2 separate regions of the Mus musculus genome follow, and region 1 is linked to region 2. The links are chromatin contacts, called in public HiChIP or PLAC-seq maps. All regions are on one chromosome and are shown on one strand. The core of a region is the stretch at or near the end of the contact, and the rest is flanking DNA. Distances in the headings are between cores, read along the strand shown.

The links. HiChIP or PLAC-seq counts read pairs in DNA pulled down with a chosen protein or histone mark.
Region 1: an H3K27ac HiChIP or PLAC-seq map of embryonic stem cells shows a contact between it and region 2, with 3 times the contacts expected there. The contact joins the promoter of Clic6 here to the enhancer-like site in region 2. A contact is called at or near these places in 2 of 115 datasets of contacts at active chromatin or transcription factors (embryonic stem cells and extraembryonic endoderm stem cells).

Annotation. Positions count from the first base shown.
Region 1 is chr16:92,495,002-92,500,116 of GRCm38.p6, forward strand. It overlaps Clic6 (chloride intracellular channel 6), which reads left to right and starts at 3,146. Exons shown (of 6, transcript NM_172469.3): 1 at 3,146-4,556. The coding sequence starts at 3,453. 2410124H12Rik (RIKEN cDNA 2410124H12 gene) reads left to right here. Exons shown (of 3, transcript NR_165041.1): 3 at 2,049-2,369.
Region 2 is chr16:92,016,866-92,021,686 of GRCm38.p6, forward strand. No RefSeq gene overlaps it. Among named protein-coding and RNA genes, the nearest start is that of Gm36905, 22 kb to the left of the region's middle. Within about 2 kb of position 2,481, at least 169 of the 459 cell types and tissues checked have an H3K27ac peak or open chromatin away from gene starts, as enhancers often do. A contact at or near this core is called in embryonic stem cells, where this site is marked.

The DNA of each region.
Region 1 (5,115 bases), core at 1,896-4,395, 480 kb after region 2:
GTGTGTGTGTGTGTGTGTGTGTGTGTGTGTGTGTGTGTGTGTATGTGTATGTTTCAGAAGTTATGTTTAGCTTTTACATTTATTTGATTTTGTGTGTGTGCATATGCATGTGTGTGTCTCTGTGTGTGTCTGTGTGTGAGTGTGTCTGTGTCTTGGAAGTTATGCTAGTTTTTACATTTATTTTTATTTTGGTTTTGTGTGTGTGCATATGCATGTGATGCGTGTGTGTATTGTAATATATATGCTTGTGTGTGCTATATGTAAGTTATGTGTGTGTGTGTTGTAATGTTTATACATGTGTCCTGCTCCATCACTGCCTATCTTATTCCCTTGGGACATGGTCTTACTGAACCCAAAGCTAGACAGGTGGCCAGCAACCAACCTCCAGAAACTCTCTTCTCTCCGTCTCCCACAGTGCTGGGCTTACAGGAGCGAGTGTGGCCATCACACCTGCCTTTTTAGGTGGTACTGGGGATTCGAACTCAGGTCCTCCGGCTCTCACAGAATGAACTTGCCCTGTGAGCCATCTCCCCTGGTTTCTACACTCCCTACGTAATGTGCTATTTGTCTGCGACACTGAGAAACTATCTCCCTATTGGATCACAGGGTGGTGGGTCCTGCGTGTCAAGCAACATATGATACGAGATACCGTGCCACCATTGTTTTTAGGATTCTGATTCCTGTGGCACATCGGGTTTGGAATATTTACATGAAGGAACACGAATGGGTACCAGTTGCTGCTAGGACCTCACTGCTGCCTTTGTTCTCCTCTTAGAGACGAGTGATAGATGCTTTCTCTCTCTGGTGAATGCATCAGGATTCCTTCATCAGGAGCCACGTAGGGTCTACCTGACATGTCTGTCTATCTTACCCAGGGTGTGTGTGTGTGTGTGTGTGTGTGTGTGTGTGTGTGTGTGTATGTGTGTGATGTGCTTTGAGTGTTTTGTGACTTCTATTCAAAGCTATGGCTTTCTTCTTGTTCTTTCTAGGTAGAGTTCAGCCTCAGAGAAATGTGATGTGGATATGGGTGTCCATCTGTCCTGTTGTCTCGGTTCCATGCTTCTCCAAGTGATTAATAAGGGCTGGAAATTTATTGCTCACAGTTTTAGGGTCTGGGAATGGCAATAGCAAAGCATTAGCATCTCAAAAATGCTTTCTTGATGCACTGTCCTGTGGTATAGATGGGTGCTTCGGATACAGCAACAAAAGTCAGGAAGGCAAGAAAGGAAAAGGAGAGAGACACCCAGAGACAGAGAGAGACACCCAGGGACAGAGGGAGACAGAGAGATAGACAGAGACAGAGAGAAAGGAAGGGAGCAGGCAGACAGACAAATAGGTAGGCAGGCAGGCAGGCACCCATACATTCATGTACAGTTTCTCTCTCTCTCTCTCTCTCTCTCTCTCTCTCTCTCTCTCTCTCTTTTTCTCTCTCTCTCTCAATACACCCCCAAAGTCCACACATGGACTTTTCAGGGACACGTTCAAACCACAGCTTTAGTTATCCATCAGGGATGAGCAATGGGGATACAAAGGAAGAATTCAACATGCATCCCTCTCTTGTCAAGATAACAGGATCCTCTGTGGGTGTGGTGGCTAAAAGCAGTAAGAGCCTGAGAAGTCAAACTGAAATCCCCACGGCTCCATCATTCTTAGGCAACGCCTTCCCGGGTGCTTGCTCAGCATCCTTGGAGGTCTTGAGTTCAGTCTCCAGCATTTTATCGAGACGTGACGAGGTGATGTAATCTCAGCAAAGGCAGGGTCAAAGTTCAAGATCATCCTGTGTTATATTGTATGCTCTGGGCCAGCCTGGGCTACATGAGACTTCGCCTCAAACAAAACAAAAACAAAACAAAACAAAACAAAACACCCAACCAATTTAAATTATGTTGAGATATTATCTGTCTATGAAAAAAATTCAAATCTTTTATTGTGAAAGGATGTTGAATGTTATCAAGTGCCTTGTCTGTACCTACTGAGATGAACACATTTTGTTTCAAAAAAAAGATTTATTTATTTTTTAATCATCTGTATATATGTTATTCTTGCAGGGGTTTGTGCATGTGAGTGCAGGTGCCATTTGAAGCCAGAAGAGGGCGTTGGATCCTCAGAACTGGAGGAAGTTGTGAGCTACCTGATGTGGGTGCAGTACACACTCTTAATTCCAGAACCATTTCTCCAGCCTGCATGTGATTTTTAAAGTCATACATTCTGTTGTTTTGACGCATTGCGCCTATAGATTTGCATGTGTTGAGCCACCACTGCAACCTCCAACCTCCAACTTGATAGCCGTGGATGATCTTTTTGATATGCTGTTGTATTCAAACCCTTGGTGTTTTGTTAATAATGTTTGCATCTATACTCATCAGCAATATTGGTCTAGAGTTGGTGTGTCCTTTGATAAGGGGGAAATGCTGGCCTCACAGTTTGGGGTGGGAGGTCCTCTCTCTATCAATTCAGTGGAATAGTTTTGAAAACTTCTCTGAAAGAAGTTTTTGACGGGTGATAGTGGGGGACTCCTGGCCCAGTTAATTCTATAACTTCCTTTTTTCCCATCCCGAATTTTCTTCCCCCACCTTCAACCCCCAACGCCCTAACCACGATATTGAGACCCAAGCACTGGACATGAGTAAGGAAATCTGAGTCCGAGGGATGCACAGATTCTTAGGGTCTTCAGGGGCTGGAGAAGGAGAGGTATCCGTCTGGTTCTCCTCCCCTCCCCCCACCACCTCAACAAGCACGCCAGGCTATTGTCCCTTCCATCTTTAGGTTCCTGGAACTCACAGAAATGGGAGGGCAGCCATTCCTCCCTTTGGGGTTAATACCTTTTCTGTGGAACCTGAGGCAGGGATGGGATGGGTCTATTCCACTCAGCATCAGAGTCGCCTTCATGGTGAAGTGAGGTAAGGTGGGAATCCAATACTGAAGTATGTGACCGTGATTTAAATGGCTCTGAAACTTGAAGCTGTTCCAGAAAACGCTAAAGTGGCCAGTAAAATCAGTCTTTTCATTAAAATCCACAAAAGCCGCAGAAAGGCTGTCATTGGCTAGCTTCCCAGGCCACCCAAAGTGGCTAGGAGGTGGGGAAGACAAACCCCGCCCAAGCCCTAAGAGGGGAGAACTGGCTCTGAGAATTTCTGGTCAACCCTTGAGACCGCAGGGAACCAGCCCATCTCTTCCAAAGACTTCAAGAGGCAAGCTGAGTTCTTTAGCCCCACACCCTGGCCTGCACAGAAGGATTGGGGTCCGGGCGCGAATTTAGGAGAAACAGGAACTCTTGAGGAAGAACCCAAAGACCTTAAGACAGGGAAAAGGGACATAGAGTCTTGGGGCCCTCTAGATTTTGCATCAAGCGAAACCTTCGCTTCTAGAACCGCGAGTGGGGTGTCCTCCCGGAGGGGGCACGTCAGCCCCTGCCCCTCACCCTGAGCAGCGTCGAGGAAGGGTGTTTTACCATGGCTGAGGCCACGGAGCCCAAGGAGGTCGCTCCAGGTTCCCAGGGGCAACCCGAAGGTGCGACAATCGAGGGACCAGGAGAGCCAGGAGCTGCGGACCTGGAGGGGCGGGAAGCGAGCGAGGAAGCTGCAGAGGCACCTAGGGACCTGGGGGCGGGCGTAGAGGCCAGGGCCTCGGGGAAGGAGGAAGGAGGCTGTGGGCAGGACGAGGGAACTGGGGGAGCGCAGGCGCAGGACCCGCGCACCGGCCCTGAGGCCGAGACGCCGGGCGCCAGCGGAGCTCCAGGTGAAGCGGAGGCTGCGGAGCGCGACCCCGAGGGCGCGATCCCGCAGGGAGCGGAGGAGGCGCCAAGCGCCCAGCAGGTGCAGGGGATGAGCTCTGGGTTAGACTCTCAGGGTGAGGCCCCCGAGGTCCCTGGGGACTCTCGCCGGGAGCCCGAGGACCCCACGGCCTCAGAGGCAGGGGAAGAGGCAGAATCTGGTCAGGAAGCGCAGGGAGGCGGCGCGCTAGGGTTGCAGATCAACCCAGAAGTCCAGGGACTTGCAGGGGACAACATGGACACAGAGGCACCCGCAGGAGGGCCACTTGGGTCGGAGAGTGAGCCCCAGGGTGGAGGGGAAAGCAGCCCTCAGCCCCAGGATGAGGCGATTGAGATTGTAACCACAGAGATCGGAGGGAACGAGTCCGGGGAGCTGGCGGGCGCTTCGGCCGCAGACGCCGCGGGGGAAGGGGAGACCCTGGGGAAAGACGGGTCCGAGGAAGCAGCTTCCGAGGATGCGAGAGTAGATGCTCATGAGAATGGGGACCAGGGCAAGCTCCAGGAGGAGACCGGGGAGGAAGAAGCGAGGCCAGAACCCGAGTTGAAGGGACCCTGCGAGGGGGCCATCCAAGAGAAGCCCCCCGACGGCAGCCTTGATGGAGAGGAGGCCAAATCCACCGAACACGAGGAGGAATCCCAGGCAGAGCTCAGCAACCACTTAGCTGAGGAGCCCAGCGTCCAGGGTGGAGAAGAGTTGGGGCGAGTGAACGGCCGCAGGGAGAATGGCCCAGCATTGGAGGAGGGGGATCCGGGACAGGAGCACGACATCACCCTCTTCGTCAAGGTAAATCTTGCGCCCCCAGGGCCTACCCACAGAACCAAAACCGTACTCAAGTGCTTCAATCAGTCAGAAGGAACAGCTAGGGTTTCAGGAGAGTCAGGGCTGTGAATGAGGGTTAGTGGTTTGCCTAACTCGTATGAGGGGCCATCCCCAGCATCTCAAGAGTCAGTAGCATGAACCATGTAAGGTTTGGAAGTCAGGGGTGTGTGTGTGTGTGTGTGTGTGTGGTTGGTGACACTCCACTATCCCTTGTCCTGAACATCCTAACTGGCCCTTCTATTCCTAAGAATTAGGAAGAAAACAAAAAAAGTGACCAGCCTTATTAGTATTCAAAAGGTTTCAGCTAAAGAAGGCTTTAATCCTTGGAGTGAAAAAATGTGAACAGGTAGGTTCAACATGAGAATTCCCAGACTTAACTCCCAGAGGCCCAGAGCTGCCCAGCATTTTCAGGTGAAAAAACAAAACAAAACAAAACAAAACAAAACCTCGTCCAGGGGACACTGGGAAGTCTCCTATACACTGTCTTGTTTATTGAACATTTTAAGGTTTACTTTGGCAGATT
Region 2 (4,821 bases), core at 1,231-3,730:
CCACCTCCAACTGCTTTTCTAGATGTTCCACGTGGTAACAGTGGTGGTTGCCTTGTAACTCGGCTGAAAAGGTGACTCACAAATATTTTACTCGTTTTTCTTTTTTTTTAAATTTCCTCATAACCTTGTGGCGGATGTATTTAGTGTCTTTTGCAGATGGGTTTCATCACCCTACTCCCCACAGCACGGATACCAAAGGCCAAGAATGTGCAAGTCCTTCATATAAAATGAAGTCATTTGCATGTAACCTAGACACCCCTCCACGTATTTTAAATTGTCTTTACATTGTTTTTTAATACCTAAAGCGATGTGGGTGGTCATAATATTATACTGTTTAGAGAAGAATAACAAGAAAAAAGTTTGTACTTGTTCAGTACCGATGCAGTTTTTGGAGTGTGCGCATTAATTAGGTCTGTGTGTATGGATGTGGGTGTGCGCCTGACACACTGTGCAGGTGAGAGGACAGCATAGGTGGTGGTCCTCACCTTCTACCCTGTTTGAAGCAGAGCGTGTCATTCATGCTCAGTGCTACATAAACCAGGATAGTTTCCAGGGCTTCTCCTGTCTCTCCTCCCACCCTCCTGTGTGAGTACAGTGGTTACAAATGTCTGTGTTACTGCAGCCAGCCTTCTGTGGGATCTGGGGATTTGAACTCGAGTTCTCAGGCTTGCACAGCAAGCTCCTCAGTATCAGATGCAGCTCAAGTTGATTTTTTAAAAAGATTCAGTGTGTGTGTGTGTGTGTGTGTGTGTGTGTGTGTAAAGTGCAGGTGCCAGAGGAGGGCATCAGATCCCTTGGAGCTAGAGTTACATGAAGTTGTGAGCCACCCGGTGTGGGTGCTGGGAACCAAACTCTGGCCCTCTGCAAGAGCACTCCATGCTTTTTACTGACTGAGCCACCTCTCCAGCTCCATCACTGATGCAACTTCACAAACAAAGCCAAAAAGCTTTCAAGCAATGGTTGGTTGGATTTCCCAGACTTGGGGCGCTGGCTTCATATAGTCTCACTTGGCAGATAAACTCACAAGAGAGAAGCAGAAAGCGTCACAAGGAACTAGGAAAGGCCTCCTCTTCCTATTTGAGTCAAGCACTAACTCCAAGGCATGTTCTGGCCACACCCTTGCTCCCCACTAGTGAGGAAAGACAGAGTTCTCTGCACTTGGGTCCACGATCACCGGGAAGGATGGTTCAGCACAGACCTCTGGGTTAGCCTCCAGGAAGCAAGTTAGTTCCTGGAATTCTTTGCTTACATTTGTTTGACTAATTTTTTTTTCTTGTGACACTGAGGCCAAGGGGATACTTTTCTAGGGGTGTCTTAGGGTTTCTAACAAACATCATGACCAAAAAGCAAGCTGGGGAGGAAAGGGTTTATTGGGCTTACACTTCCATACTACTGTTCATCACCAAAGGAAGTCAGGACTGGAACTCAAGCAGGTCAGGAAGCAGGAGCTGATGCAGAGGCCATGGAGGGATGTTCTTTACTGGCTTGCTTCCCCTGGCTTGCTCATCCTGCTCTCTTATAGAACTCAAGACTACCAGCACAGAGATGGTCCCACCCACAAGGGGCCTTTCCCCCTTGATCACTAATTGAGAAAATGCCTTACAGCTGGATCTCATGGAGGCATTTCCTCAACTGAAGCGCCTTTCTCTGTGATAACTCCAGCTGTGTCAAGTTGACACAAAACTAGCCAGTACAGAGGGATATACATATAACTAAAACCCTTTGCTTTTATTATATTAGATGCTATGGTGGCACATACCTTTAATCCCAGTACTTGGGAGACAAAAGTAGGCAGCTGGCTGTGAGTTTGTGACCAGCTTGTTTTATAGAGTGACTTCCAGGGTAGCCAGGGCTATGTAAAGAGACCCTGCCTCAACTGTCCCCCAGAGACATTTCTAAAAAGGTGTAGTAGTGTACCATTTTTCCCCTTCTGAAGTTTGTTTCTAAGGGTGTCTTGTTGTCTTTCATCTTAAGAAAATTGTCTAGCTTTTATTTCTAAGTAAAAATTTTCCATAGTTCTCAAACAGAAAGGAAAAACTACTGCAGAGAATTTTCTTTTCTCTCTTCTGCATTGCAAGGAACTGTGGTGGTTAAAGAACCCACCTCCTAAAGGCGCCCAAGCATTTGTGTTCTTTGAATCGGAAGAATGGAGGGAAATGGAAGTTTCTAGGGGCCCTGTAAAATGGGAGCAGGATGCAGGATGCAGGTATCATGAGGAGCAGGGTGAGCTGCAGGAGTTTCTAACTCCCTGAGAAAGCTTCTTCCCCCTAGAAAGACAAAAATGTTTATCCCTTGTCTCTTCTATTCAGTCTGAGGGACGCAAAGCCCTGTCTCCTTGCAAAGCATCCAGGCTGACTTTTGCTGTCTTTGCATCCATTCCACAAACTGCTCTTCATCCAAATAGTTAACTCTGCTGCCTGAGGACCCGGGGTGGAGGTCGGAAGGAAGCCACCAACACAAAAGCCACAGAGCAGCAGTTCCGCTTGCTTGCTTGCTTGCTCGGAGGTGCTTATGGAGACAGAAACTCGAGAAAACAAAGGGACCGAGTATGTGAACTCGCAAATCCTCCTCACATGCCGATGGTTGGTGGGTGGCAGGAGCAGCGTTTAGTTCCCTGCAGTGGGCGGTTTTTTTTTTTTTGTTTTTTTTTTTTTTGTTTTTTTTTTTTTATGGCGCCCAGTGACAAAGAGCCAAAGAGGATAAGAGCCCTGAGAGCCCAAAGTGGAAAACTACCAAGTTCCGCCGCCAGCCCAGCATCGTCACCTCACCGAGTGAGCACAGCGGGGGCTCAAGCCATCAAAGCTCGAAGCAAGGGAGACTCTGGTGGGGTCATCGGTACACCCCGTGGCCCAGCCCCGCACCACACAAGGCAGCGTTTGTTCCTCAGTTTTCTCATACTTGGCTCCTTTTGTTTCAACTGACTGACAAATTATCAAGTGTGGGTCGACCAGTGGATGGAGATTTCAATTATTGCTAACTAGTTCCTGCCATCTTCTTTTAGGAACCCCACAGGGTAAAATTAACATATTGAGGAGGCAACTACAGCTCAGAGAAGAAAGTCATTCAATTGATCTCAGCTCTGTGGTCCTCTGAGTGGATCAGCTAAATGCCTACTTGGAGGAGAGCATTAAATGTCCTGAAAAATAGCTTTAGAACATGAGCAAACTGAAGCGGCTACATCAGAGGTTCTAAAATATCTCACGTGTGTGTGTGTGTGTGTGTGTGTGTGTGTGTGTGTGTGTGTGCGTGTGTGTTTGAGTCAGCGTTAGCAATTGGTAACCACTTTCTGCGGTGATGAATCCATGGGACCCAGGGTAGAGCAGTGAAAACTGAACACACACACTTCAGCCAGAATAGCAGTAGCTTACACATTGGTGAAGGAAGGCAGGAGAGCTCTCTGGAAAGCTTACTGCTTGTGGAGATGTGAGGACCGGGGTTGAAAGTCTGTCAGTGACAAACCTGATTGAAGGCCTCAGGGATCTTGCCTTTCTCAAACAGGACAGTGGTGGAGAACGTGAAGTCCATCACTATAGGTACCATTCAGTTTTATATGACAAATGACCTAAGTTGCCAATTGATGTGTTTGCTCAACAAACATATAGTAAGCACTACTAAGGAGCAGGGCATATTTAATGGCAGACCAAGTGTCGTCGTCGTCGTCGTCGTCCCCCCCGCTTCCCCGCGGCCCCCCTCAAGTTGTGAGTGGGCAGCTTTGGCGTGGGTGGTAACACGTGGGTGGAACGTGGAGAGATGGAGGGAGGTAAGCTGCATGCATCGTGAAGGCTATGTTGGCAAATCTGATTTTGTTTTTGTTTTTGGTTTTTGGTTTTTCGAGACAGGGTTTCTCTGTGTAGCCCTGGCTGTCCTGGAACTCACTTTGTAGACCAGGCTGGCCTCGAACACAGAAATCTGCCTGCCTCTGCCTCCCGAGTGCTTGGATCAAAGGCGTGCGCCACCACGCCCGGCGCTGCAAATTTTTATCCTGAGGGTCAAAAGGACGTTCAAATAACCAGCTATGGAAGGGAAGGTGAGACCTGGTTTCTTCACAAACGGGGAAGTTCTGTTCATGTCCAGGTGAGTGGACGGTCCTCCATAGTGATTGGCAGCGGAGAACGACGGAGAGAGAAGGCTCTGTGAGGAGAGGAAGAGCAGAGTCAGAGTCAAGGAGCAGCATGGGTGATGGTGCGATTCATGAAGGTGAGCCTGCGGAGGAGGCAGGACAGGTTAAGAATGGAGAGGGTTTAGGTGGCCCATCCGTCCTGTATTAATTCATTTCCTCATTCCTGTAGCATAATATCTGACCACAGCAACTGGAGGAAGGGAGGGTTGCTCTAGCTCAAGGCTGGAGGGAAGTCCCTCTGGGGGAAGCCCTCATGGAGGGGACATGGTGGCAGCTGTGAGGCTGCTCATCAAATTTCACCCATAGTCAGAAGACACGGTGACAGAGACTTCCACTCAGTTACCTTTTTCCTTTTGTTCAAGCTACGACCCCAGCACTTAGAACAGCACAGATTAAGGACCGTCTTCCCACCTCGGTTAATCTAGACTAAGTAGTCTAGATAATCTCTTACGGAGGTGCCCAGAGATTTGTCGGTAACAGTGATATGAAATCCTATCAACTTAACAATCAAAATAAACCGTCGCATAGCTAAATGTTTTGTGAGCACGTATACAGGTGGGTCAGCCTATACCCATCTGTTATATCAAAGCCACAGGGACGTGTGGCTTTCCAGAAAACTCTACTGCCTTCTTGCACCAATGTTTTGTATTCCTACAATGAAATGCCAGAGGCAGCCGACTCAGTAGAGAGGAGAGATTTAC